2 separate regions of the Zea mays genome follow, and region 1 is linked to region 2. A link is a contact called in public Hi-C data. All regions are on one chromosome and are shown on one strand. The core of a region is the stretch at or near the end of the contact, and the rest is flanking DNA. Distances in the headings are between cores, read along the strand shown.

Region 1 (3,424 bases), core at 196-2,695, 140 kb after region 2:
GGTCATGTACCCGAGCCTACCTGACAAGGAGGTTGCCCATGCCATAGTGGTTGATACAGTGATGAGTATGGCAAAAAGCCCTTGGGTAATACGTCAACTCTATAGTTTATGGTGACATCAGGTGCCTTTCCGTTGCTGATATCGAGGCCGAAGCCGGGTTCGAGCGAGGCGGAAGTCCACCTGAGGTCGAGAGCGAGCCCGCTCTAGGTTTCATAGAAGTGTGCAACACAGTTGAAGGAGTGGCCTCATGCGAGATTAGCGGGGAGCAGGTAACCGAGGTTGGGCTCGGGCGAGGCAGAGTTTGTCCCAAGGATCAGGTCGGCTTTGGGCGAGCTAGATTTTGCACCCGAGGGCCAGCCTGCACTCTTGTCGTATGTGTGTCCCATTGGGAGTTAGCAGGCAGTGTGCGGGAACAGTGGCCGCATGAGTCATCGTAGTTGGTGAAGTCCGATAGGACCACGGTCGTGTCGCTCCTGTTCACCTGCAACGCTGTGAGGGGTAGGTGTGCGCATCGAATGCTACTATCTCCTGCGTCCTTCGGCTGAGGCCTATGAGGCCAGGACGAGGATCCTCCCGAGAACGTACCTTGTCTGAGGGCAGGCTCGGGCGAAGCGTGGTTTATGATCTCTTGACTTCGAGGAATGGGTCTGATGGTGGTCTTGGGGTTAAGCGTGTATTTAGGGACGTAATATAGGTACCCCTAATTATGATACCTGATAGTAACATTACACAAAATCATATTAACCAAAAGCGTAAGAATATTCTATGCGTCGCTATAAGAACGTAGGTTCGAGAATCACTAAAATTGGAGTTACAGTTAAAAAGATATGGTTGTCTCATCTTCTAGGCGATTAAACAATAAAACTATGTTTATAAGTTGATTAATATACATTATGTGAGAAAGATATTCTAAATAAGTAACAAACTCAACTTTAATCTAGGTTATAACTTGGTTAGAGATCATCTGCTAGTCAACTTATAATTATAGTCAGGTTACTGTGATAAAAAGATTAATCTACTATTTATAGGGTAATTAAATATCTAACTATAAAAGTATGTGATATGACAAAATAATGTTTGTCACAGTATAGTAAATATTTATATGAATCTAATGCAACTGGAACAAATTAAATCGGTGTTTAAATGAAGAAGATATAGATTTCCTAAGTTTCTAGAATTATTTGTATACCTAAACTCAATTTCCTTATCAGATTTTATGAATATCACAGTTCCAAGAACTGTGGACACCTTTTTCAGGAACTTAGGGGTTGTTTTGTGAATTGTAGGATCCAATTGTAATACTCTTTTAGTTATAGTGGACGACGGATTCATTTAAATAAAACCGAGGGTCTCTTTAGAAACTTTGTCTGGCCAAAGGGGTATGAGTTCACTCTAGCTGTTGGATCTCCCTATAATGGTTCAGATTAGATCTAAACTGGCACGCCCTCTGGACCGTGGGATCCAGGATCCTTGGCCCAGATCCAAAACATTGCCAACTGGATCAGACCCACTTGATCTGAGATCGATGACTGGGATCTATAACGCATTAACGCGAACAAGTATGCCATCTTCTAATCTGGTTTGATCAGGGCCGGATCGATGGTCAGGAGCTGTTCTCCCTCCTAGCTAACCAACGTCGGGCGGCGCCCACATCGCGGCGGCGGCGCACCTCGATGTCGCATGGCTGACACCGGCCACAGCGCGCCAAACTCCACGATAAACGGTGCTACACGTAGAGAACGACAAGGCGAACTTCACGGATAGTTTCTTACCTGCGATTGCATTGCACCATGTAGAGAACTGGCCACGGGTTCTTGCAGCCCACATCGGTGTCATGGAGTTCAGTGAGGAATTCATGGTAGTCGGCTCACTTTTGCGCCCTCCAACTTCTATGATCCACTTCTAAGTTCCCTGGTAATCCATCGAGGATTCGTCGTAGGATTATTCGTGATTCGATGATGGCAGTCACGACTTGTCGACTTCTCTCTCTTTTCCCTCCCATTGTTTCACTCTGCACGCGCGCTCGGCTTGGGGGCTGCTTGTTCCGACTTGGCTTATGGACAGAGGGGCAGCGGGGCTCGGGTTTTGTGCCCCTGCCAGCAAATTCCACACCCAGAGGGGGGGGGGGGGGGGGGGGGGGTGTTTGACCCGATCCCAACAACCCTGATGAGGGTTTGGGGGCACCAGTCAGCGTTTCATGGTAAACATGCCCCACGCGTGAGGGAGCGCTGTCAAGTCGGCCCGACGTGTCGGTGAAGCGGAGGGGGTGAGGAAACTGGGCTGCGTAGTTCGAGTGGGTAACTTGGGGCGAGGGCGTAGAGAAGTGGGCCGGATCGAGGGAATCAACCCAGCACAGTCCCCCCTTTTCTTTTATCTTTTCTATTTCAATTTCTTCATTCATATCCGAATTCCAAAATCAAATTTGCACAGAATATGAAACAATCAAAACTAAGCAGCATGGGATGCAAGATTTTTATTTTATCTAGTACCCTTTGTTTTAAAAATTTGATTCATAGCATTAAATAATAAGAGATCCTTTCATACTATTTAGTTAAGAAGATCAATATTGACCACATTTAAAACTTAGTATTTATTATTCATTTATACACAAAAACATGACTATAAAATATTTATTCAGTTTAGGGAAAGGAGTTATATAATCTTTTATTTTGAGTTACTTTTTTTATTCAACCATTTGAAAGTATTTATTATATGATTACTAAGAGGAATAATAAATATGAAGGGTCTTCTATTATTATATCTTATTTTGCTGCATTTCAAGTTAAATCCTAGTTTCAAAAGTCTTAAGCTCTATATTTTACTAACAACGCCTTAGTATTGCTAACCACTTATTTTAGGAGAAAATAACTTTAAAAGTGAAGGACCAATATTAAAGTACATTTTAACTCTTAATCTTTTGGAGAAACTCTTATAAACACCAAAATAGGATTTTGGGTGTCACAACCGAAAGCTTCGTGAGTGTGCACCGCATGTGCGTCCCCCACGTCTTGAACACGTTGCCCCGCAAGTCCTTGATCGTACCGGTAACACGACCCACTCTGCCACGTCCTCGCATCGGTACGTATCCCAGGTGTCAGCCACTTTGGCTAGTCACCCGGCGACTCTAGTCCCTCGGTCAAGTCCTAGCGCTTGTCCTTCACCGTCGGCATGAACTCGCATGACCTTCACCTTCGTCATCGACCACCGTCCCTGTACTGCACACCTGCATACCACAAGCCGAGAGACATGGTTACACAGCACAATAACTCATGCCTCAGTTAATCCACGACTCAATCCGAGATGCTATACATTGATAATCACTTATCATCAACTCAAATTATAAGGGACATGTCAACCTTGTATGCACCATTATATCGTGCGACAAGTTTATAAAATATTGCACTACTACAAATTTGATTTATAG
Region 2 (3,349 bases), core at 11-2,510:
CGGCTGGGAGTGCTTTTTTTTACGGGAGAAAGGTTATATCAATCCGGGTCCGGCTCCATGCCCGGCGCAGGCGGCATGCAAAACAGTGAACGCCGCATAACTGCCCAACGGTCGCTCGATCCGGTTTTCGTGGGAGCCAGGTCTGCGCAGATGGATCATGGCCATGGGGGCTGCACGCAGAAGCCACAGTTTCCTCTCGCGGACGGCGGACCACACTTTCTTCATGCGTAGCTACTGCCGCTAGTTGCGGCCCGCAAGGGCACAACGAGCACCGTCGGCTTCGTGCTTGGCGTGTGGGCAGAAAAGCAATGCCGCCGCTGACCCTTCTATATGCGCTGCTTCTTCAGGAAGCCATGGGTGATCGCCGTGCTTTAGTCTCTGCATCTGATGGCATGCGGGCCCGTCGAGCGTTGCTACGAGGGCGAGCAGGCGTGCCATTGACACTGTGCGGACGAGCCCCCACTGGTGGGCGGACTGGCTGCCGCCGCTGCACGGATCGGGCGAGTGGAAGGGAGTGCTAGCGGGAGCAGGGCCACATCTTTGGTTTCTTCAGGAAACTTTTCTTCCTTTTCTTATTGCCGTATGACTTACACCAACAGTAAATCGCAGATTCACTTGAAATTTCTTACCGGTGTTTATGATTTAGCGAACGAAAACGAAGCCTGTCGCGTAGGACAGTTCGGCAAAGCCAGGGACCTGCCGGCTTGACGGAGAGTTGATGCAGATCTGATCTCGCAGCAAACGTCGAGGTAGAGCGTGCTGATAACGTGTTGAGAACTACGTTACCACGGATCACCAGATCCGCTCCCTTCCCTCCCGTCAGCAGTAGAGGCGCGAGAAGCTGTAGAGAACCCGTCTCCCTTCTCATAAGCACGACAGAGGAAACACACGAGACACAGGATATAGGGTTGGGCCTCTGGCCTCTTTCTGTTCTCTATCATATGATGGGGTGTACATGTTCCTTATATAGAGATGTGAGACTCCTCAGGGGCAAAGCCGTTATTTGCCCATATAACCCTAACTAGGGTTACTTAACAGAATATATGGCGCCGAAGAAAGAAAAAGAACACGCAGAAGAAAGAAAACTGTGCGCGCCGCAATTGATCAAAGGGCAGTTTTTCGGGGAGCAGTGAGATTTGACATATCAAAGAATATTTTTTTTTGAAGTTTCAATTACACGCTTTTCTCAACCCTAAGCCCACCCTGGCCACTGCCCGTTGCCGCGCCCGGTGGGCATCCAGAATTCTGCGGCCCAAAGTAGATGTCCTCTTAAAGCCCGTGCTGATATAGTGGATTGGAACACGATAGTGGCCGTTAATGGTTTGTGACTGCTGGCCCAAGCCCAGTTCTGAGATTGAATTGGTTACCGGCCACGAGCTATGGATCCGTAATAACAGAACAGGAGCAAGATCCCTTCTCCGAAATTTGTAAACGGCCTAGCAAGGCATATGGGACGGAGAAGGCTTAATGATAGATGCTTAGCGTCCGGGCTAAGAAACCATAATTCAGCATGCGATTCACCGGGCGGGAACCATGAGTGGGCTCAGTGGAGATGTCTTGAAAGGCGATCCTTGTCACCTCTAATGGCATCATAATTCGTATGCACCGTAAACTTTCCAACGTAGCTGACGCCATCATCCATGTAGCACGGCATCACTAGCAGTACTGTCAGATACTAATCGATTGCAGCTTCAAAGGTCACGTATGCCGACTTGTTGTTTTTAGTGTGCCCAGAGCCTTTGGTATTCAATTCAGGACTTCAGGTACAAATTTAATGTTGAATCGACTTTGATGAACATCGTTCTAGTAAGTCAGATTCAGCTCTGCTCTAGTATGTGTCTTCTTAGATGCTAATTGGATCACCATTTGCTGAGTGCTATGTTTTTTCAAGTAATCGTTTTGATCCACAACTGAAAGGATATCCAAACTAGAGAACAAAAATCCCTTTAGGACCACCACTAGATTTTTGACGGCAGAATGTCTTTAGACATATGCAATACTGTCCAATGCTATCAGCTAATCATCAACGACAAGCAGATGCAGCAGAAACCGAAGCATGCATAGCTAATTATACAGCACACAACTTAGCTCACCTCCAGAAGGCGTCCCAGTAACTTAATCAGTATTATGTAAAGCCACAGAATGATCCAGCCACTTGTCATGAGTGCCTTAGATAGCCGTTTGTGTATCCAGAAACATCATTACTTACTTTAGAGAATAAAGATGTGTACGTAGCCGAAGATTACTATGATCCCCCTTTTATGCATTAATCTAAAGACTGAATAATTTGGTTGGTGCTGGTGCTTCTACGATATATGGTTGAGTTGAAATTTTACATTTTTTTGACAGGTTAATTATAACACATTCTTATATTCAAATCGAGATCCTAATTCGGTTCTGATGATTTATTACATCATTATCATTTGTGACTAATTAATTTGTGTTTTCTAACGCAACTAAGTTTGGAAAAATGACACTTATTTGGTCATATATTAATTGGTTTCAATAATAATGGTGTGAAGGACATGACGATAAGGACTAACTAGTTTTAAATCTTATAGAGTTTGCTAACCTTCATGCAGGGGCATTGGTTGCATCCGCACAGTGCGGACAAAAAAGAAGCCCCTCAGCTACGTGCGTGGGTACGCATAGGTCGGACAGTATCTGGCCGCCCAGGCTCATCCTGTGCACGGAACCAAACACATAGATAATAGTGGTGTGAAGATACGAGGAGTGGTTTAAGACCATATTTTTTCTCTGGTTGTCATACTTTTAAGAGAGTATAAGGGCAGTAGCTCTAACTATTTTGAGCATAGAGCATAGGTGTGATGCATATTAAAAAAAACTAGATAGCTTGATTGAGGTCTTAATAAGATGCACACAAATGAAGCTAGTTACAAAGATGTAAGCTTGGGTTATTCACTAGCAACTGTATTTACTGGATTTGGTCATAGCAGCATGGCAATAGTTGAAATGCGTTTTCAAGAAATGTTTTGTATGGGCACATGAGTGGTGGTCTAGTTTGGAGTATGATAATCACTAGAGTGTATGCATCTGTTGAGAAAATATTTTTTTATAAATCATGTGCTTTAATACATAGGTCGAAAGTTATTTCTAGGTAGTTGTATCAGCTCGATGTAATTATCTTGAGTTAATAAAATGCCTCCTCAGTAAAGAAACAAACATGTTGAATTGAAATATCCCTGAAGTTTTTTTTAATCACCGTATGCTAGGTGATAACACTAGATGCTTTCACATCACCATTTGCCATGCCCGGTGATGCTTTTGATGTTCCTAGAATCCTAGATCCTAGAGACGACCATCACCAAAAATATTCTTAAGGGCGTGT

The links. A called contact is a pair of places that touch in the nucleus more often than the background predicts.
Region 1: a Hi-C map of tassel shows a contact between it and region 2, with 3 times the contacts expected there. The contact joins two enhancer-like sites. A contact is called at or near these places in 5 of 25 Hi-C or Micro-C datasets (ear, endosperm, leaf and 1 more).

What each region holds. Positions count from the first base shown.
Region 1 is chr9:71,918,891-71,922,314 of Zm-B73-REFERENCE-NAM-5.0, forward strand. No RefSeq gene overlaps it. Among protein-coding and RNA genes, the nearest start is that of LOC103638474, 5.8 kb to the left of the region's middle. Within about 2 kb of position 1,446, at least 18 of the 20 cell types and tissues checked have an H3K27ac peak or open chromatin away from gene starts, as enhancers often do. A contact at or near this core is called in ear, leaf and tassel, where this site is marked.
Region 2 is chr9:71,776,596-71,779,944 of Zm-B73-REFERENCE-NAM-5.0, forward strand. No RefSeq gene overlaps it. Among protein-coding and RNA genes, the nearest start is that of LOC103638477, 16 kb to the right of the region's middle. Within about 2 kb of position 1,261, at least 16 of the 20 cell types and tissues checked have an H3K27ac peak or open chromatin away from gene starts, as enhancers often do. A contact at or near this core is called in ear, leaf and tassel, where this site is marked.